Regions from separate parts of the Mus musculus genome. Here all the other regions are linked to region 1. The links are chromatin contacts, called in public Hi-C, HiChIP or PLAC-seq, Micro-C and promoter capture Hi-C maps. All regions are on one chromosome and are shown on one strand. The core of a region is the stretch at or near the end of the contact, and the rest is flanking DNA. Distances in the headings are between cores, read along the strand shown. Region 1 holds the start of Igfbp5 (insulin-like growth factor binding protein 5). Region 2 has its middle 15 kb from the start of Gm31344. Region 3 has its middle 51 kb from the start of Gm31344. Region 4 overlaps Gm29185 (a long non-coding RNA gene). Region 5 overlaps Gm29185 (a long non-coding RNA gene). Region 6 holds the start of Marchf4 (membrane associated ring-CH-type finger 4). Region 7 holds the start of Smarcal1 (SWI/SNF related matrix associated, actin dependent regulator of chromatin, subfamily a-like 1).

Region 1 (2,799 bases), core at 153-2,652:
TCTAGTGGCAAAATTCATGAAATGCAGCCCCTTTTTCTAAAAGAACAGAGCAAGGGAAGAAGAGAGTTGGAGAAAGGGCAAAAGCCCTGCCCCCAAGAACTCCCCAGAGACCATCACTTGATCATGTCTTTTCTTACCTGTGGTGGGCAGTCTACAGACCACCTATCATGTCAAATTAATTTTTAAAACAAACAAAAAAAGCTAAAGCCATCATATTCCTTCTTTCAAAAATTAGGTTTTCTTTCATTTTCCTAAGGGAAGAATGGTCCCTAGTGCTGACTAGCGATCTGGGGCTTCCTGTGGCATGGTGAGGATTTCTCACGTGCAGGCTCCAGGATGCTACCTTGGTACATATTAACCCTTAAACAAGGTCTCCTGCAGCGAGGTACCTGCTCACTCCAGGATCTGCCTACCCCACAGAAATGCCTCATTGTCAACCCAAGAAGGTTATCACTTTATCCTACCTTCCTTCCATTTAAAAGGACATTTAAGGTGTCCATGAGGACACCAGATAAAACTGACAACCCACAGCATTTCCTCCAGGGTCTCAGTCACTACTCCCAACAAAGCTGGGGAGGGGGGTGGGGTGGAGGGCGTTATCCCTTCTTGAAAGTGCACATAGCACGCTCACACTCAGAGAGAGAGAGAGAGAGAGAGAGAGAGAGAGAGAGAGAGAGAGAGAGAGAGAGATTCCCTGGTCATCTATATAGGTGAAGGAAAATGACCACTGGCTTTAACTAAAATCAGTACCCCACCAGAACAATAATGACAAGCCCTTGCCATAATCCCTCTGCCCCTTTTAATGGGGGAGGGGTCTACACACGCGCCCGCACTCCTTTTCTCTTTAAATTTATCTCAATGCCCCTCACCAGCTACTGTACACTACTTGTCCTCCAAACACAAACACACAGACAGACAAACCTTCAGTGGTCTCTTAGACACTTTTTTTTCTAAAGTTGGAAAGGACTTCTTGGGCAGGGTATACACGGCTAATAAGAAAATGTGACTCCTAACAGCCAGTGTCCGGGCTAGTTGTCGGAAAACAGACTCGCTCCATTGTATTCACCCAGCTTCTGAAGAGTACTGCCATCCACTCCTCCCTCCACCTTCTCCCTACTCTCCTCTGTAGCTCGCCTGTCTTCGCCCCCCCCCCAAAGCCCTTTCCGTACATTCCGTGAGGAGGAGGGCTCTGTGTAGGGAGCGAAGGGGAGCCCCCGTGTCTAGAAGGCCTCTCTTCCCCACCCCCACCCCGTGTGAGTTTGCGCTGCAAAGCTCCTTGGCATCCTTGCATGGGTTGGGTGTTGGGGAGCTCAAATTGCAGCTACAACTGGCTGGCAGCCAGGGGCCGTCTATTTAAAAGCGCCTGCTCGACCAGAGCCCGCAGTCTCTTTGGAAACTTCTAAAAGAGCTAGGAAAGAGCTGCAAAGCTGTTTGGGCTTTTTTCCCCCTTTTTGTTCCTTTTTGTTACCCCCCCCCTCGGTCTGCACCCTTCTCCGGACTTCACGCAGAACCTGCGGGTTTCGAAGAGGTGGTGACAGAGCAGGTGTTGGGGTCCAGGTTTGGTGAGGTCTGGGTTTTTGCCCTTTTTCCCCCCTCGATTTCAACATTTTCCCGATCTTGTTGTCAGCCGCCGACGCCTCTTACCTGTTCTGCGGCAGCAGCGCAGCTGGCCGCTGAGACCGAGCGGAGTGGGGTTGCGTTTTAGATTTTAAGCAAAGGGGGGAAAATTAAGCCCAATCCATTTTTTTCTTCACCTCCTCCCTTTTCAAGGCCTCCAAGCTAATTATTTCTGTTGCTTTGGAGTGAGCAATTCTGTGGTTCTCTCCACCACCACCCCCAATTCTGACCCGATCCCGCCTGGGGGTTTCTACGGTCTCCGCTCGCTCTGCGTGCACCTGGCGCGCCTCTTTTTTTCACCCCCAACCTGTTGCAAGTCTTTAATCCTCGCAATTGGGACTTGCGTGCAGGCATCTGAATCCTCCTTGCCTCATATTTTGCAAGTGTTTGGGGGAGAGCACCTGCTCTACCTGCAAGAGATTTAAAAGGAAAAAAATCTCCAGGCTCCCTCTTTCTCCACACACTCTCGCTCTCCTGCCCCGCCCCGAGGTAAAGCCAGACTCCGAGAAAATGGTGATCAGCGTGGTCCTCCTGCTGCTGGCCGCCTATGCCGTACCGGCTCAAGGCCTGGGTTCTTTCGTGCACTGTGAACCCTGCGACGAGAAAGCTCTGTCCATGTGTCCCCCCAGCCCTCTGGGCTGTGAGCTGGTCAAAGAGCCCGGCTGTGGCTGCTGCATGACTTGCGCCCTGGCGGAGGGACAGTCGTGTGGCGTCTACACGGAGCGCTGCGCCCAGGGTTTGCGCTGCCTCCCCCGGCAGGATGAGGAGAAGCCGCTGCACGCCCTGCTGCACGGCCGCGGGGTTTGCCTCAACGAAAAGAGCTACGGCGAGCAAACCAAGATAGGTGAGCGCTACTGGGGTTTCAGTTGCACGGCACAGGAGCTGGGGAGGGAGGCACCTTGGATGGGTGGGGACCGGGGACCGATTGGGAACCCGCGCGCTTTGCGCGCGCAGCAAGTGGCTTAGACCCTAGTAGCTCCTGAGAGTAGATGGGGTGGGTCCTTGCACCTCACACTTGAATCCCTGGCAGAGCAAGCTATCCTAGGCGGCTGTCTAACCGTCTCTACCAGTTTACACTTCATCTCCACCCCAACCCGACCCTCCCCCACTCCTAACTCGTGGCAATTCTGACTCTGAGCTCCTTTTGAGTCTCAAAGTCCAAATCCCAAGAGAATCCTCTCT
Region 2 (2,799 bases), core at 148-2,647, 470 kb before region 1:
ATACACTAAATATGACCAAAAGTGGAGATATTAGAGAAAGATAAGTACTCCAAGGGAATACCCCTTACTTACAATCACAGGTTTGAGATTCTATGTAGTATCATAAATCCCAGACAAAGATTGTCCCTGTAGTGAAAGTCCAAGCACTCTTGACACGAGGCCACCTTTGCAATGCAAATCAGACTTTAACTGCCATATCTCCACCATAAAGTTCGTAATTACAAAAGACTTATAAACTGTATGCTTATTTTTGGTCCTTGAGTTTTATTTTATGAGGATAATAATATTTTGCTTTTATTTCAGACAACCATCTTTCTTGGGGGTTGGGGAGAAAAACATTTTCTCACTTGTTATTTAACTTGTTATTTGACAGTTTCAGCGCATGTCAAAATTCAAAAGACTAAAATCACACCTGTCTCCTAGCAGGCTTAATGAAAGGAAAATCCTCCTTTACTTGTAGCAATGTCCATGATGAGCTCTGGAAATGAACACCCGGGTAAAAGAACAAGTACACCTTAAACAGGCTTAATAGGTGAGCAGCTAGCGACTGATTCACTAACCCCAAATTCCCGATGAACCTAAAAACATATTCAAGAAAAACCATAACTAATGTAAGAATCTATATGACACCATAACTAAATGGCAAACTTAGAATTAACGTAAAAATCTATTCAATAGAATTCTTATATATGAAGACATAAGCACTAAGTTTTAGTTAGATATCTCTAAATCATACTTGCAAGTTTTTATAGAAGATGAGGAATTCTGGGGGGATAATGGTATGAATAGAATAAAAGCTAGTGTTCCCCCCTAAAATTCAAGCAAGAAGAAGGAGAAGGGGAGGAGAAAGAGGAGGGGGAGAAGAGGGAAGAGAAGGAGGAGGAGGAGGGGGGGGGGGACATGGAGGAGGAGGAGGAGGAGGAGGAGGAGAAGGAGAAGGAGCAAGAAAAGAATCTACTTTACTAGTGAACTGGAATGTGTGGAGGGTGTGCTGCTAGTTCAAAGCACTGACTTCAGACAGGGAGGAGACTTAAGTGGATAAGGTGGAAGGAGCCAGGCAGTCTTGGGAGGGTAATGCTTCAGAGGGAAGACTGACAAGGAAGGGGAAAACTTGAGATTCTTGCAGGCAAAAGAAAACTGAGTCATTAATGAAATAAATTATGGTGTGGCATTTGATAAATTACTATAATTATATACAAAATAGCACAAGTAATTTATAATTTAAAAATAAATAAATTTCAAAATAAATTCTAATATAGAAACCTATAGACAATTTCACTCTCTACCCCTGAGCCCCACTCCCACCCCCAACAAAATCGTTCAGGATAAAAACCATATTTTATTACACTGACAGATGAGAGTGTTCTCTAATGTATCTGATAAATCTTCCAAGCCACCTGCCCCAGCACAGAACTGTAGAGACACAAACCAGCTTTGTACGTACAAATTCTTATCACGAGAAAGCAGAATGAGTGTCGGAGCATGGGCGGCTGATGAAAGTTGGTCTGGAACCAAATAATGATGAGGCTGAAGAAAACTGCAAGCTGATACTCCAACCTGAGCAGAAGAGCTCTGCACAGCGCACACTTTTGTAACACCCCACACTGAGTCTGAAATGTAACACACACACAAACACAAAGCACCCAAGACATGAAAAGAGAGGAAAGGCAGAAGACAAAGAGGAAAGTCATATAGAAAACAGACTAAATTACAAGGTGCCAGAGGGAGACCAAATCTGAATGATAGCATAATAAAGCTATTACATCAGCACAGGAAAGTAACCAGGAGAATAAAAATTATCCTATCAAAACTATTAGATTTCAAAGGTAAGCCAAAGAATCCTTTAAATATTGAAGCCATAGAGAAATAACTTTAAACACAGAAGAGCTCAAGAAACCTTGTGAAGAAGTCCATGAGCCCTAATGAGACATGTGGTTACAAGATGAAATTTATCTGAAAAAGAAGATTAATAGTGCAACGTAACAATGGTGAACTTTCAAGTGTCTTGGTTTGTGACATAGGATAAAATAGGAGACTTGCTTGGAAGAATAAAACCTTATGCAATGCATTCCCTAAGGCCTGTGTTGTACTTTTAAATAAACTAGAAATAAAGCAAAGTGAACAGAATATGTCAATCATATCAATAAATGTAAATGGCCATAATTCAACCATTAAGATTTTTTTTCAACCCGGGAAAAAAAAAACCAACTCCAAAACAAAATGATCAGAGAAGAGAAATGCAGGGAAGAGACAGTAAATAGAAGTGCTTAGAAAGTAAGTGTAGAGAATGAGATGCCAGACAAAGAATTCATAACTGCAGGTTCAGTGTGGCAAGCAGGGCCATCTGCATTGCTTCTCAGCCTTTTGTCTAAGATCAAGTGAGAAGATAACTTTTAAAATTGTGCAAAAGACAGAATTCACAATTAAGAATAATGGCTAAAGATTTCTGTCCACCAAATCAACACAACATGCTTCAAAATCAAACTATAGGAGCTATAGGATATAAGTATAAAAGCACTTACATATCAAAAAGTGACTTTTGTGCAAATCAAGTAGGCAAATCAAGTGTGCTGGTTAGGGTTCACCAGAGGGATGAGGGTGTTGAGGATATAAATAATGGTAAGGGGACATTAATTGGGGTGACTCAGATGTTAAATCATCTGCAATCTGGAGAGCCAAGGATGCCCTGGAGGTAATCTGTCCAAGAATCTGGATGCCTTAAAACCAGAAGACAGAGATGTGGCTGGAGTCTGAAGCAGAAGGCGTGAGAGCTCCTGTAAGTCATTGGCATGGGTATTT
Region 3 (2,799 bases), core at 218-2,717, 440 kb before region 1:
AGTATTACATTTTTCTGGGTCTCTTTTTCCATGTTTGTGAACTGAAATCTTGAATGATTCTGAGCTTCAGGATATAGAGAGGCAAAAGAAAGACAAAAGGAAGAGAGAGACAGTGAGGGAGGTAAAAGAAGGGGAGGAGAGGGAGGGAGGGAGGGAGGAAGGGAGGGCAAAGGGACAAGGGAGAGAGGAGGGGCAGGAAGAAGGGAGGGAGAATCATAGTGAAAAAGAGATAGCCATTCAGACTAAAGTAAATCTCTGAAGCTTTACCTCTGTGGATCCAGATAGAATATGAACAGGGTTATTGTTATACCTGGCTGTCCTGTGGGAATGTGGGGGAGGATGCCTGATCAGTAGTCATGCTGGTAATTTCTGATGAAGCCCCCAGTGTGGCATCATTGAGAAAAAGACACCAGAATAGATGCTCAATAGTCTGGGCAGAAGCAGATGCAATACATGACTGGCCTGAAGGACCCTTCTCCAGAAGATGAGTGCATCCTGCAGCTTTGTGGGATGGTGGTTACCTTGATATATACGTCTGTGCAAACCCTGCCCTGGGTAATTAAGACCTAAATGCTTTACTGTCTATGCATTTTGGCTCAATTAGAAAAAGAAAACGTTCAAAGGGGAACCCCAGGATATATGGTATTTAAAACAATGAAACACACACACACCACACAAAAAAACCTATGGGATGCCTTTCTCTGCAAGATGGCATAGGAGAAGTGCCTGAGGCTGCCGTGGGTTGACTATGCAACAGCAGTGCCTCTGTGGGTGCCTTCTGTTTCCTGATTATAAGCCCATGGTCTTCATTGTGGGCGGCCTGGAAAACACAGCTCAAAAATTGAGCTTGCCCCATCTCCGTGCTGAAGAGGTGTGGGAGGGCAGGTCTCCAGTCCAACAAACAAGTCAGTGGGTGACCTGGGACAATTCCTTAGTTTAGTTTGACTATTCTCTGGGTCTCCTCACCATCCCCTGTATGGTTTTACCTGGGTCTTTGTATTCTAGGGTAACAAGTTATGTTTAGCTGCATTTATCTATTCGTTGTTAATTCTTAAAGTGTACACAGCATCAGCTTTGTTTCTGGACAGTTAATAGGTGCCACGGGAGCTCAGTCATCTACTCCCACTAAAGACTGTGTTAATGACCAATAGCACATGGCTAAATCCTCTTCTTTTGCTGAATGATAGAACCTAAACCCTGCTCCTATTCTGTGAGGTCTCGCTGTTCTGGGTGAGTCTCCTCTTGACACAGCAGCAGTGCTGGATGAAAGAAAACCCTCCTTTGTGAAGGGATTTGTGGCTGGACTTTGTTTGGTATATTATTTTGGGTCAGAGACCTCAAAGGCTCATTTCTCTTTTTCTCCCATCTGTAAAATCCCCCATTATCTTTCCATATAGATCTGTCATGGATACAGGTCCAGAGAACGCCCACGGCTTTGTTTTTGTAGACATGCAATACTCACATCTGATTGCTATTTCTGCTGTGTGCACACCAGGTTTATATTTAGAGGAAACTCTAGAGTCAAATTTGATGTTGTATAGAGGAAGCTGGCCTTCTAGGGAGGGAAGCTCCCCTTTGGGGGAGAAGGGGTCCCTGATAATCATTATAGAAGGACTGACGGAGGCATGGTCTCTGACTGTGCTATGGGATCCTAGAGGTGGTGAGGCTGAGGATGTTGGGAAGAAATGGAAGGAGAGAAGGAAAGAGAGAAAGACACTCACATTCACATGTATGCACACATACACAGCCTGGTTTGTTTGGCTTTTGCTACCAGTAGGAACATGCTCAAAGTGAGAATTCCTCTGCAGAGGGACCGCACAGCCTTCCTTTGCCAGACAATTGTCTCCTGACTGTCTGAGAGAGTCGCTTGCGCCCAAGAAAAGCCTGAAGACTAAGGGGGTTGGGGGGAGAGGATAATTAAAGTAAATTAGAGGGTGAGTGGGGGATGGGAGATCATGCCTGGTCCTGTTGCTTTGCCAGAGGCTCTGAGGCCTGAAAGGACAGGGCTGGGCAGGACTATTCTGAGAAGATGGTCTTTGTCAAACCCTGCCTCCTTCCAACAGTGATGCACACAGCCCAGCCACCCCCACACCCCAAGACCCCCACTGTTGTCCCTGCAGTCCAAAGCCATCCATTGGCCTTGATATCTTTGCAGGTAAGTAGCAACAGCCACCAGTGCAAGATTTTTTTTTCAAACAGTTCCACATGGTTTTTCTGAATCCTTCCAGTTTTATGTAAATTTTTATTTGTTTAGATAGTTGATTCTCTGTGGTAGGTGGCTTCATCTCTCAGGGGATGTCTGGTGATATTGTAGAGGTGAGATATTCTCACCTGTAAACTGTTGGCATATTAACCAACTATGTTTAAATTTCAGATGATACAAAGAATAAATTTTGAAGTATTAGAAGGTCCAAAATATTGCCTAAGCTTTGTTTTTAATTCTAAAAAGCTATTCATTATGTATATAAAAGTCTGCTCTAACTAGGGTTCTTATATTTGTCAAAATACATCAAAGCACAGAACAGCCCTTTCCTGATGCCTAGAACATGTACCTGAGATAATTCTGAATAACTTTTCCACACGGCTAGGTTATTCTATTGGACGTATGTTTGCTACTCTCTTTCCTCATGATCCTCAATTTACTGGAAGCCAAGTTGCCACATTCCCCAGTCAGCGGCATTACATCTTCTTCAGGGTTCACAGACACACGCAGACTCAAGAGTGAAAAGCAAGTGGGAATTCAGGAACTCAGACCACATTTTACCTTAAAATTACCATCTCTTCAGAAAGGAATCTTTG
Region 4 (2,799 bases), core at 204-2,703, 380 kb before region 1:
AGGAAGATACCTCTGGCCTCTATATCTGTGCGCACATAACCACCCAAAGCATATACACACAGACATCTCCCCCACCTCTCAGTAGCCTATGGCTAAGCATAAGATGGTAATAAAAAGTTAAAACTTGTTTGAAAACCAGCTCTATTGAGGCTTAATTGACATACAACAGAGAAGATTTTGAACGTCTACAGTCTGATAATGTTTCTGGTGAGGGAGAGCTGAAGAGCCAAAGGAGACTTCAGAGAATAGTAACAACCTTTGGAGGCCAAGTCCATTCGGGGTGGCTGGGGACGTGTTGCTATTGAAACAGGTGAAGCATAGAGACCCAGGGGCTTTAACAGAGATCATTCTAGAAGGAAAGAAGCAGCATTAGTAACTGACAGACCATTTTGTTTTTACTTCCCTGATCTTCCTTAACCCCAGGAGAATCCTTACTTCACTTTCTTGTCCTCTGTTTCAAGGACCTCTTGCTGGTGTCAATGGGGTCAGAGTGGATGATGGAGCAGGAGAAGGAGAACTCTTTCCAAATTGAGATCTGTAACCAGTCCCTGGTCCCATAGCTGCTCCCTAAGAGAGGGTCAACGAGTTCATTTGCCTCGTCTCTTTCAGGACTTTCTCTCCACACCACTTCTTCACAGTCCCTGAATCCGCTATGTTTACTCTATACTGTAAGTGTGGCATATAATAAGAACTAATGTGTGGGTTTGAAGACCGTCTGGCACGCTGGTCGCTTGGGTTTTACAGCATACCCACAGAGCTGATCTGGAGCCTGGACACTGTGGTCCTGGGAGAAGCACCAAAGATCTAGAAGTCAGCCTCACCCTGAGTTCACGGAAGCATCACGCTACCCTCGCCCAGCGTGGACCATTCTTTCAGTAGCAGCTTTGGTGTCTGTGTCTTTGAGATGACAATGACCGATCAGATCATTTAATAGTGTGTTTCCCACTGCCTCTTCTCTCGTCATCAACACTGCCCTCCCTCTCTGCACTGTTCTTAGCAAAAGGCAATATAAAATGAAAAGCACCAGGAAAAGTGAAAAAGAGATGGATGTGCTGCCTTTGGGCTTCTAATTCCATTTTCCCAACAGCTCCGCCCATCACCTCAGTCCCAAACCAACACGTTTATTCCAGTTCTCACCACATCGGCTGGGCTGCAAGGAGGACCCTCCCTCTAGAAGCTGCCCGAGTTTCTTTGAGGCCCTGCTCCTACCCCAGGGGAATATCCACTCCCCTACCCCACCGCCTTGCTCCAGAAGAAGCCATTATGAAATTAACTGGCGATAAAACCAGCCACAGGGGGACTGTGGGGCATTTATCTTTTTCAAACGCCTTGTTGTTTTTGCCCATCTGGTTGCAGTTAGTGCAGAGGTATAATTTTCAGTGCTGTTCTTTTCTGGTAGACCATACAATTAAGGTATTTGAAAAACAAACAGCTCTTAACCACCGCACGGTGAGGAGCCCCTTCAGCAATCTGTGACCCATTTTCCCTGAGCAAACACAGTCCGGTAACCAAGGCAGTCCGAAAGCAAGAGCCGAACGAACGTCAGAAATTATTTTTTAATGTAATAACCTTGCCCCTTCTGGCACTCCTTGGAGGAGAGAAGAGGGGCGTGGGGAGGACAGAAAAGAAACTCGGGAAATAGCCCTTCAACAAGTCCTCGACTTGTGAGCCCTTAGTATCTTCTTTAGGCCTTTCAAGACAGGATTTTGTATATAGAGACTTTCAGAAGGGAGGGGCTCCGTGCAGACAAGCAGAATTTTTTTTAAAGGGGACGATGCAGGTTGTGTTCCAAGGAGGCCTTTTTCTCACTACTTCTGGACACATCCAGGTGGTAACTGCAAATGCTCACGTCTCCCTTAAATGGGAAAAAATATTGGCACTATGGTCAATCTGGGCCTTTAGACTGATTTTATCTTTAGTAATGTATTCATCCAAATAAAACTCTCATGAGGAAAAGGCCCGGCCATGCTTCTCCATGGCTGCCATGGCTGCCATGGCTCAACTCGGTCTTGAACTTTTTTCTGAAGATCTTATTGGTGTATGAGATAACTAGTTTTGTTTTGTTATTCTAAAAATAAAATAAAATAATGCTTCATACATTCTGTCATTAATGGTATTCAGCACCTTTGATTCTCAATGCCAGCCTGCTTCAAAAAAATAAAATTCAATAAATAAAATGAAATGGAGCCTAAACAAGATGAAGGTATTTCACTCATGAAGAATCTCTGAACACTTGACTTAGAGAAAGACTATAAATTCTGAATCAGAATTCAGATGCAGGAGAAGTCATGACCCCCTCACAGTACCACCTCAAACCCCACAGGGAGTCCCCTACATAAGGTCATGTCTCTTTTTTTAATTGGTCTGTCCTGACTTGCCCTAAAAGGACCTGTCATTCTGAGTCTGAGCCCAAGTCAGTGAAAAGAGACAAATTTCCTGCTTTCTTTCCAGGAGCAGGAGGGAAGTCCCTCTTGATGATAACGTACCCTCCATGCTAGGAAGCCTTGTGGACAGGTTAGAGGCTGGGAGCTCTTCGGACCAGGGAATGTGTGCTTGGGATTCCCACATGTGGGTCCCTTAGCTTAGCCTGGTTATTCAGAGGTGGGTTAGCCTTTATTGGGGTTCCTGTTTTTTCTCTACCAGAGCGAATTACATTTGGAGAGCCCACAGGAGGAGAATGAATGAGATAATCCATGTAGAAAATTGTGGAGAAAAAAAAGAGCGTTATGAAACCAAGTGTACAATAACTGTGTTCTCTAACCTCGAATCTACCTTCCAGCCCCGTTCACTCATTCCACA
Region 5 (2,799 bases), core at 121-2,620, 350 kb before region 1:
GCAAAAGATCATCAGATAAAAGGGTGTTGTCCAGGTTGAACAATAAGAATGCAAACAATCCAATTAAGATGACAAAATAATCTGAACAAACAACTCATCAAAGGAGAAATCAAGATGGAAATAAACATGGGGAAAGATGCTCACTATCATATGTCATTGGGTAATTTAATAAAACAATAGTGAATGCTCCTACACATCTATCAGAATGGCCAAACCCCAAACACTGACAATGGCAAGGACAGTCTAGGGCAAAGAGCAGAAAGACTACTCACCAATACTGGGAGTACAAAACAGAACAGATACTTTAGACAACAGTTTGACAGTTTCTTGAATAAACTAATAAACCCTAATTATCTGTTCCATTAATTGTGCTTCTTGGTGCTTATGCAGTGAATTAAAAACTCAAGTCTTCCCAAAACATACAATAAAACTCTGTTGATTATTGGCAAAACTTGAAAGCAGCCATCTTAGCCTGCAGGAAATGAACACAATGTGGTAAACTCAGACAACAAAGTATTACTCAGCATGCATGAACACACACACATATACACAGAAAAGCTCATAAGACATTTGAAAAGACATGGAAGAAATGTAAGTGTGTATGAATACCGAAAGAAGCTTGTGTGAAATGAATCCACTGTTTATTATCCCAATTATAGGAAATTCTGAAAAGGGGCATCACAGAAATAATACAGGATGCAACCGAGAGACCATGGAATATGCACTGAAAGTGAGGTCTACTAAAATCATGGACTTAACAGGATAAGGAGGTGGTAGCCACAAATGTGCCACTCTGGCAAAGAAGGTTGAAGGTGGAAGAGTCTGCCCTTCTGTGGGGCAGGAGGTACCTGTGAGTACTTTTCATCCAATTTTGTTCAGAATCTAAATCTTCTCTGAAAAAGAAAATTTGATTTTTAAAATTGGGTGGCATATGCTGGGTATGACAGTAGACAGCACAAAGATGACAAAGTAAGTGATCCTACCCCAGACCTCAAGGAATGTGTAAGGAAATTGCAAACAGCAGATAAAATGCCCATAAAAGAGAGCAGTAGAGAAATGTATAATTCAGAGAGATGGTTCCGCTCTATTTTTTGTATCATCCCCTCTAGAGCATAAACCTCGATACGCAGCACATAGAAGGAAGACCCCAGTTAAAATCCCCAAAGCTGAACATAACTGTTGTTACCAAGCATTATGTATTGGGAACTGAAATCACCTCTTATAGTGTAGGAGGCAATAATCTGTGGAGCCCCAGTTATGACCCCGACAACTGTTCCCGTCAGCCTGTTACACAACCACTCTGTGCCGGTAAAGCAATTTGCACAGGGCCTGGCATGGAGCAGCATCCCATAAACAGCGCTTCTGCTTGTTATGACAGAAGGTGGAAGCGTCTACTGTTCATTACGAGGGTACAAGAGGCATCTGGCAGAGAGCAGACATCACCCAGCCGTGTTATTTTTCAGATTATGAAACTGAATATGGTGCAAAGCGTGCTCCATACACAGGCATCTTCAGCAGCTTTTGACAGAAATTCAAGGCCTTGGTCCCTACCCTAGACCTACGCAATAAAAATCCCTGAGGGTGAGCAGGAACCTATTTGCAGGTAACTCTGGTACACAAAGCAGAGGAATAATGAGTAGAATCCAGTCTCATCAGTGTACACACACACACACACACACACACACACACACACACACAAACACTTATAGATAGTTAAAATTAAAATATAATATCTTGCCCCTTTTCCACTTTCAAATTAACCCTGGGCATCGGTTCCTTAAGACAGAGGAAGTTGACAGAATTGTTCTCCAAACCCAAAGAAAAACAAGGACCTACTTACTGAATTTGTGGCAACCACAATCCAATATTTTAAGGTGTTGGTTAACAAATGAATGATAGAGCTGAGCATGTCACGTGACTTGCCATATAAAAGGATGGCATTCCAATACATAGTGCAACAGGAATGGAACAGGAAGCTTGAAGAAATGCTGAGAAAACCATCCACAGGAGACCACAGATTGTCTGGCTGCAACTATACAAAAGGTTCCTAAGAGATAAGCCATAAGTCCATAGGTTAATGATAACTACGTTGCAGGTCAGGGAGGTTTGGAAGATGACCACTGATTGACACAAGATTCCCTTTCAGGGAACAGAAAATATCCTAAAATTGATTTGAGTGAACATTCCATGACTCTAGGACTGCAAAAAAGCATTGAATTTCCCATGGTCTAGTAGATGGTCCTACACCCAGACACCTTTAGCAACATTAACTGGGCTTGATGGATTATCAAAACAACAACAATAAAATGATATGAAATTGGGAATGGAGGGACATGATGGGGAGAATACAGGGGTGAAACTGGAGGTTGAAACTGAGGGGGGCTTATGATTCTATTTGATTGTATACATGTATAAAATTCTCTGGAAAAAAATAAAATTACAATAAGAAAGTAAATTATAACCCAGTGTAAAGAAATCTAAACCCCAGGCCTATTGTGGAGATGTTGTCTTCAGGGCAAGAGCTAGTCTTTATTCATCACCACACAACAAAAGTTCATCCCTGTTCTAGAACTATTGTGTTGCTTGCAACAATGGCATGAAGTAAATGTGGATTCTATGATATCAATGCAGATACCTGTCCTTCCATGCTACCTCTATCAGTGGACACTGTCATCACCAGGGCCTACGAACACACACACACATACCAACAGATGACTACATAGGATAGCAGGGTGCTGTAGATCCCATGGCCAATCCTCACTCGTGAGCAATCCTGGAGAATCTATGTTCTTTTTCCAG
Region 6 (2,799 bases), core at 101-2,600, 340 kb after region 1:
TCCTTATGACTCACTGAGCGAGCTTTCATGCCAGTGATATTTTGGTGTGGTGATTTTACATTCTACTCTGTCTACAGCATCAGAATTTCTAAGTGCATTAGCATAATTAGCCCAGCTCTGTAGATGACTCATTGCAGTGTGTTTTCTAAGTCTGTGACCCTAACAGTAGTGGCAGGGGTGGGGCGGAGTGGGATTCTAAATTACAAATGGCCCAAGTCTGCAGTTGTAAACAGCAAGTATTGATACAGCTTGTTTTGGGCTTCCTTCTCTCTGGGTCTCTGCATTTAGGAATACTCTTCTGTTCATTGGAAATGCCTTGACAAGGATGGGTAGAGTGGTACAAATAAGAAGAAAGGGCAGAGGAAATTAAAGTCAACTTCCAATCTCTCCTCGCTGGTGGCTCTGTGGAAAATTCGGATGGGGGAAGGCTAGGGATTTTAGTTAGCATGAGGGTATATTATTGCCCTGGATTCTTATGAGTCACAGCCGAAAGAACGTAACAGCTTGAAGTAAAGATGACACTGGTAATGGTGGCTATATAACAAATATGTATTTTACCTCAAGCCTAGGAATATTAGGTTGACTTAGGCATATGAGAATAAAAATGAATCCAACACATAATGCAGGGTCAGGGAGAGAAGGGAGAGAGGAGAAGGAAGAGGAAGAGAAGGAAGAGGAGGAGGGGGAGGTCGAGGGGGAGGGGAGGGGGAGGGGGAGGAGAGAGGAGAGAAGATGAAAGAGGACATTTCCTTTCTTGTTGCAGTTTAAATTCTAGAAGGCAAAAATGCTTCAAGGTTTAAGAAGCACTTTTCTCGTGAGTTCTAAAGTCATGAGAGATTTAATCTCCACCAGGGGCCAGCTTCAATATGGAAGTCACAAAACTTTATCCTTTCTAAAGCTACCAAGTGACATCTACTTTAAGTGCGTGTAAAGAAGAGCATCATAGATTTTGGTTAAAAGGAAACTGTATTGGGTGTATACGTGCTGAGGGAAGCGGTGAGAGGGACGAACGGTGGACAGGGAGCTTACGAATGGTGCTGTCCACCCGAATTCTTTCTATCTGGGAAAAGACATTGGAGTGAATACACGCATCACTCCACCACCCAAGTTCCCATTCTGCCTCCTTTACTCTTCACTGCCTCCTCCCTCCTCTCCTAAATCCCTCCTTCTCTTCGTACCTCCCTTTCCCCTGGTTCCTCCCTATCTTCTTCCTCTTCCTTCAAACAGTTCTCTCTCCTCCTGTGGCTCCCTCTCTCCTAGTCTCTCGCTCTTTCCCTCCTCCATCCCTCAGCGGCGTCTGCGTCAGGCCCCCACTGGCATGACGCGCGGGGTCTGGGTGGGAGCTGTCCACTCACCCAGGTGCTGAACGCAGCAGCGGCTTCACGGCCGCTCGGGTGGGAGTAGCTGGGTGCCTTCTCCGCTCTAAGAAGGTTGTTTCCAGTCCTCGGACCGCCAGCCTACCGCCCGGCACCTCCCTTCCAGCACCACCCCTTTGGGAACTGAGCCAGGGGGGCAGCAGTCGCGGCGGCGGGTGCTGAGCAACCGCGGAAGACAACACCTGGCAGCAGGCTAGAATCTGATTTGTTTCCTTTTCGGCTTTTCTAAGAGATATATTTATATACGGTTCTGGGGAGTCTCCAGGACCAAGCTGGAGCCAAGTGCCGTCTGTCTGACCATCTCGACCACACCGTCTCTATTCCTCCTCCCCACCTTCAGCTTACACCGCAAACAAGCCTTACCTCGGTGCATCTGGGAGAGGTAGCAACAGCAAGCGAGCCTAGCCAGCCAGAGGCAGCCGGAGGAAGGAGGGGCGGCGTGGGGGTGGGAGCAAAGAGCGGGCCGAGGCCGCCCAAGGTGGGGGGAGCGGGGGCAGAGCTGTCGACAGGACCTGACAGCCGCCCTCCTCCACCCCCACCCACCAGAAGCACTCTTTCCTGATTATCCGAGAACTGAATTGTTCCATTAGTATTATTTTATTTTTTATTCTCCCCATCACTTCCCCACCGCCCCTACCCCCACGCCTGCCTCGTCTGTGGTTGCATGGCAGCACTGCCCGGGTGCGGGGGCTCAGGGCCAGCCCCTCGGGAAGGAAGAGGAGGAGGATCATGAAGCCTGGAGTCGCGACCGCGCTGGACCGCGGGCAGCAGCCAGAGGACCAGCTGGAGCAGCCCCCGCCTGGGAGACACCAGGACGCAGACCAGCAGTCGCTTCTGCCGCCACAGCAGCAGCGCCGGGCGCGTGCAGACCCAGAGCAGGAGGAGGAGGGCGACAGCGACCCAGAAGAGGACGAGGAGGAGAAAGCGAAGCCACTCTCCAGCCCGGACCTGCCCATTTTCCAGCTCTCGAACCTCGCCCGAAGGGACCTTTGATGGAACCAAGGGGAGGGGCCTCCGACTTACAGACTGCAGCTGGAGTGGGCTGGGGGCTGAGATCATGTAACTATTCCCCTTTACTCTCCCCTCCCACAAGCCCCTCTTCGCTACCTCCTTTCTCAGATCCTTCTGTCACCTTCTCAACCCCAAACACACACCCTTCCTCTATTCAGGACCTTAAGCTCTGGAAGGCAGCAGCCCTCCGAGGGTTAAGGATCTCTTTTTCCTCCATCCTTTCCCGGTCCACCGCCCTATATCCCACCTCTTCTGTGTAGCCTTTTGGCTGCATAGGCGAAGCACAAGGCGAAGCTCTTTGCCCAATTTCACCCACAACCAGCCCCCCTAATTCCTCTCTTAAAAGCAACTCTGGTGCTGCTGGAGGTCAATTGTCCTGGTTTTCTGCCCAAGAGAATTAGGACGTCTTCTA
Region 7 (2,799 bases), core at 196-2,695, 290 kb after region 1:
GAACTTGAGTTTCTAGTTAGGGTTTGGCCCAGCCCTTGACACATTCCCTCTGGCTGGAATACAGATATGCCTTTAGTACTCACCTTTGACTCCAAAACAATGAAGGTAAAGTTAGTTTGTAGGAGAAAGCACCCATGTTGAAAACGATGTCTAATTGAGTGGCAGACAAAGTGACGAGAATCAGAAAGATTTGACAGAATAGGATATGCCCAACTCTCATGAGGAACGGGAAGCCACTTAAGGGAGAGACAGACAGTGCAGGAGGAGAGAGTACAGCACAGGATACGGTAGAGTTGAGAGAAAGAGTAGAGCAGCAGAGAGGGAGGCGGAGGCAGTTTTACCGGGAGAGCTTTACAGAGACAGGCTGAAGAAAGAACAGGTCAGACACAGGTAAAGATAGAATGAGCAAGAGAATGAGAAGGAGCCAGAAGATTAGAACCAGATTCCTAGAGTTTGAGACCAAACAGAGCAATTCAGAGGCGGAGAGAAAAGCCAGACTGAATCAGTCAGCTGGGGAAAGAAGTCTGAGCCAGAACAGCTGAGTTGAACCAGCCAGCTAGAGTTCAGAAAAAACACGAAAGGGTGAGTTTATTCAGCAGCAAGTCTCAAGGGGCTGAAAACATTCAAGGCCCAGATCAGAATATAAGGAGGCTAGAAGCTTCCAGGACTAGGCCTAGGTTAGCAGATGGAGGCAGTGAGCCTCCCAGACAACTACAACAGGATAAAAGTTACTTTTATATTATAATGATTGTAACATAGGAAATACTCCAGTAGCACCGCCAGCCGTCAAAGAAAGCTCTAGACTCTTGACTTCAGAGGGTTTACATTTTAATCCTTGCTAAGACTCCCTTTAGACAAAGCACCCCAAAACATCTCCTCTCACAGATGTTACACTCAAGCCTGCCAGCCAGCAGCAATGAAAACTCTCAGCCTTGTATTCAACTAGGGTTATACCTACCAAGGCCTAGTATGCTGACTGACCCAGTTGGGGAGATGAGACCACGGAATGAGAGGTCCAACTAATAAACCATAAACCACAAATGCACACCACCACATAGACATTCCTCTTTGCTGAGACCTGGGCTTCCCTTCCCTTCCTGTGCACATCCTGGGTGCCTGAGAAAAGGGGACGCCCCGCCCCACTTTGCCTCTAGCATTTCCACTTGGATCTTCCCGTCCCCACTGCTCCCTCCTCTTGCCGTATTTGGTCTCGTCCGTCTCCAATGCTGCTACCTCCTTCGCAGCCCACTTTCTTACCTAGCGAGGCCAGTAAGGTGAGGCACCTTAGCAGAACAGCCCTAGACCAGGAGCGTCTTTCAGAGCCTTGCCTAGGCAGTTTTCGCTTCTGGTTGGACTGTTAGAGGAACTAGAATTCAAGCGCTACAATTTCACCCATCTTGGAGCGGGCCATTGGCATTTGAATGGCTCGGCCACCGTCGAACTACATTTCCCAACAGCCAGTACGGCCGCAGATCCCGGTCATAAATTGTGGGTGATAGTACACTTGGTGTAGGGCCTTCTGGGGTTTGTAGTTTGAATCGGAAAGCCTGCCCATTGGAGGTTGGTGAATTTGAGAGGCGTAACGTTGTGGGCGGGTCAAGGTGTGGTGCACCCTGGGAGTTGTAGCTCTCAGTTTCTCCAAACATTTAATCAGGCGTAAGGAAGGCTGAGCGTTCAGTGTCAGGGGTGTCTCCAGACATGTCAGACAGCCAGATTGATTTGATACTTAATAAAGATTTTCCTGGCACACCCGTTTCTAATAGTGCCGTCCTTATAAGCCCCAGCCGCTGCTGAGTATCTGCTTTCCTAGACCAAAGAGGAATTGAAATTTTTAGAGCCTCCATCAGTCAGCGTGCTGATCATTAATAGGAACTTAAGTTAATCCGAACTACAACCTATGAAACATAGACAGTAACTCATGTAACCCAGACTTGTCTAAGAACTCACCCTGTACCAGAGGATGTCTTTCCTGCCTCCACCTCCTACAGACTTGCACCATCATAAGATTATTATTATATCTTTTTTTTTTTTTCCTCAAAAGGCAGGATCTTAACATGTATCATTGGCCTAAAACTGACAGAGATCCTTCTCTGGAGTGCGATTAAAGTTGTGCACCACACACCCAGCTCCATTATCCTCATTTTATAAATGAGAAAACGGAACTAGGACTGGTCCACAATTTTCTCCAGGCTGTATTTAGCTACTTTGTTATTCTGATTCCAAAGCCCTCCCATCTATCAGATACTATCAAGGTTACTTGACTCCATTTCTGAGCACAGCATTCTTTCTGTCCTCCAATGGTTGAATATAATATTCTTCTATCATCAGCGTACACGGAAAGGTTGAAACGATTCTGTTTTCAAACAGAGCTCATTGCAAAGAGATAGATCTCTGAATACAGAGTTAATTGGGGAAATGACCAGACATTTAGGGAAATGTGATGTGTTTTTTAATAAGAAGAGACGATGAGGTGGACTGCAGTAAGATATCATGAACACAGGAGCTATCAAAATAGCAGCCCACAACAGGAGGAAGAGGAATGTTGCTAGTGTTGGCTATTCATGCCAACTCAAGGGGCAGGGGAAGGCTTTCAGTGCCTGAACTCTTGTAAAAGTATACTTTGTAAAGGTTATAAACCCTCAAGGCACACAAGTGGCCAGGCTCTGCCCTGCAGATGTCACTAGTGGTTGTACCAGTGTAGCTGGAGAGGGTTCAAGCCCCACCCTACAAGGAAAAAAAAATCCCACCAATCCTTGAGTCCCAGGCCACTCTGGAAATCCCACCCACCCTCTAGAAATC

The links. Promoter capture Hi-C pulls out the DNA fragments that hold promoters and counts their contacts. A called contact is a pair of places that touch in the nucleus more often than the background predicts. HiChIP or PLAC-seq counts read pairs in DNA pulled down with a chosen protein or histone mark.
Region 2: a contact with region 1 is called in a Hi-C map of the N1E-115 cell line, with 5 times the contacts expected there. The contact joins the enhancer-like site here to the promoter of Igfbp5 in region 1. A contact is called at or near these places in 9 of 39 promoter capture datasets (3T3-L1-derived adipocytes, cranial neural crest, embryonic stem cells and 4 more), 1 of 484 Hi-C or Micro-C datasets (the N1E-115 cell line), 12 of 115 datasets of contacts at active chromatin or transcription factors (VIP interneurons, cardiomyocytes, craniofacial prominence and 9 more) and 3 of 9 other capture datasets (embryonic stem cells, liver and pancreatic islet).
Region 3: a contact with region 1 is called in a promoter capture Hi-C map of hippocampal neurons, with 12 times the contacts expected there. The contact joins the enhancer-like site here to the promoter of Igfbp5 in region 1. A contact is called at or near these places in 14 of 39 promoter capture datasets (the 3T3-L1 cell line, cranial neural crest, embryonic stem cells and 6 more), 1 of 484 Hi-C or Micro-C datasets (cortical neurons), 11 of 115 datasets of contacts at active chromatin or transcription factors (craniofacial prominence, embryonic forebrain, embryonic limb bud and 6 more) and 1 of 9 other capture datasets (embryonic stem cells).
Region 4: a contact with region 1 is called in an H3K4me3 HiChIP or PLAC-seq map of craniofacial prominence, with 6 times the contacts expected there. The contact joins the enhancer-like site here to the promoter of Igfbp5 in region 1. A contact is called at or near these places in 17 of 39 promoter capture datasets (the 3T3-L1 cell line, the C10 cell line, the HPC-7 cell line and 7 more), 31 of 484 Hi-C or Micro-C datasets (the CH12 cell line, the HPC-7 cell line, the N1E-115 cell line and 16 more), 10 of 115 datasets of contacts at active chromatin or transcription factors (cardiomyocytes, craniofacial prominence, embryonic forebrain and 7 more) and 4 of 9 other capture datasets (adipose tissue, embryonic stem cells, liver and 1 more).
Region 5: a contact with region 1 is called in a promoter capture Hi-C map of hippocampal neurons, with 15 times the contacts expected there. The contact joins the enhancer-like site here to the promoter of Igfbp5 in region 1. A contact is called at or near these places in 10 of 39 promoter capture datasets (the 3T3-L1 cell line, the HPC-7 cell line, HPC-7-derived erythroid cells and 6 more), 1 of 15 datasets of contacts at CTCF or cohesin (pro-B cells), 8 of 484 Hi-C or Micro-C datasets (the G1E-ER4 cell line, the N1E-115 cell line, cortical neurons and 5 more), 17 of 115 datasets of contacts at active chromatin or transcription factors (SST interneurons, VIP interneurons, craniofacial prominence and 11 more) and 4 of 9 other capture datasets (adipose tissue, embryonic stem cells, liver and 1 more).
Region 6: a Hi-C map of the N1E-115 cell line shows a contact between it and region 1, with 6 times the contacts expected there. The contact joins the promoter of Marchf4 here to the promoter of Igfbp5 in region 1. A contact is called at or near these places in 1 of 39 promoter capture datasets (erythroid cells) and 1 of 484 Hi-C or Micro-C datasets (the N1E-115 cell line).
Region 7: a contact with region 1 is called in a Micro-C map of embryonic stem cells, with 2.7 times the contacts expected there. The contact joins the promoter of Smarcal1 here to the promoter of Igfbp5 in region 1. A contact is called at or near these places in 4 of 39 promoter capture datasets (the C10 cell line, liver and pre-B cells), 4 of 484 Hi-C or Micro-C datasets (the G1E-ER4 cell line, embryonic stem cells, hematopoietic stem and progenitor cells and 1 more) and 1 of 115 datasets of contacts at active chromatin or transcription factors (large pre-B cells).

Annotation. Positions count from the first base shown.
Region 1 is chr1:72,873,468-72,876,266 of GRCm38.p6, reverse strand. It overlaps Igfbp5 (insulin-like growth factor binding protein 5), which reads left to right and starts at 1,402. Exons shown (of 4, transcript NM_010518.2): 1 at 1,402-2,461. The coding sequence starts at 2,128.
Region 2 is chr1:73,347,334-73,350,132 of GRCm38.p6, reverse strand. No RefSeq gene overlaps it. Among named protein-coding and RNA genes, the nearest start is that of Gm31344, 15 kb to the left of the region's middle. Within about 2 kb of position 1,397, at least 2 of the 459 cell types and tissues checked have an H3K27ac peak or open chromatin away from gene starts, as enhancers often do. A contact at or near this core is called in the N1E-115 cell line, where this site is marked.
Region 3 is chr1:73,311,794-73,314,592 of GRCm38.p6, reverse strand. No RefSeq gene overlaps it. Among named protein-coding and RNA genes, the nearest start is that of Gm31344, 51 kb to the left of the region's middle. Within about 2 kb of position 1,467, at least 11 of the 459 cell types and tissues checked have an H3K27ac peak or open chromatin away from gene starts, as enhancers often do. A contact at or near this core is called in hippocampal neurons, where this site is marked.
Region 4 is chr1:73,250,700-73,253,498 of GRCm38.p6, reverse strand. The region is part of intron 1 of Gm29185 (a long non-coding RNA gene); the gene reads right to left. Among named protein-coding and RNA genes, the nearest start is that of Gm31197, 110 kb to the right of the region's middle. Within about 2 kb of position 1,453, at least 30 of the 459 cell types and tissues checked have an H3K27ac peak or open chromatin away from gene starts, as enhancers often do. A contact at or near this core is called in the N1E-115 cell line, craniofacial prominence, embryonic limb bud and 3 more, where this site is marked.
Region 5 is chr1:73,226,007-73,228,805 of GRCm38.p6, reverse strand. All of the region lies in intron 1 of Gm29185 (a long non-coding RNA gene), which reads right to left. Among named protein-coding and RNA genes, the nearest start is that of Gm31197, 87 kb to the right of the region's middle. Within about 2 kb of position 1,370, at least 1 of the 459 cell types and tissues checked has an H3K27ac peak or open chromatin away from gene starts, as enhancers often do. A contact at or near this core is called in hippocampal neurons, where this site is marked.
Region 6 is chr1:72,535,710-72,538,508 of GRCm38.p6, reverse strand. Marchf4 (membrane associated ring-CH-type finger 4) reads left to right here and starts at 1,350. Exons shown (of 4, transcript NM_001045533.2): 1 at 1,350-2,799. It also overlaps a transcript of Smarcal1 not described here.
Region 7 is chr1:72,581,897-72,584,695 of GRCm38.p6, reverse strand. It overlaps Smarcal1 (SWI/SNF related matrix associated, actin dependent regulator of chromatin, subfamily a-like 1), which reads right to left and starts at 1,445. Exons shown (of 17, transcript NM_018817.2): 1 at 1,258-1,445.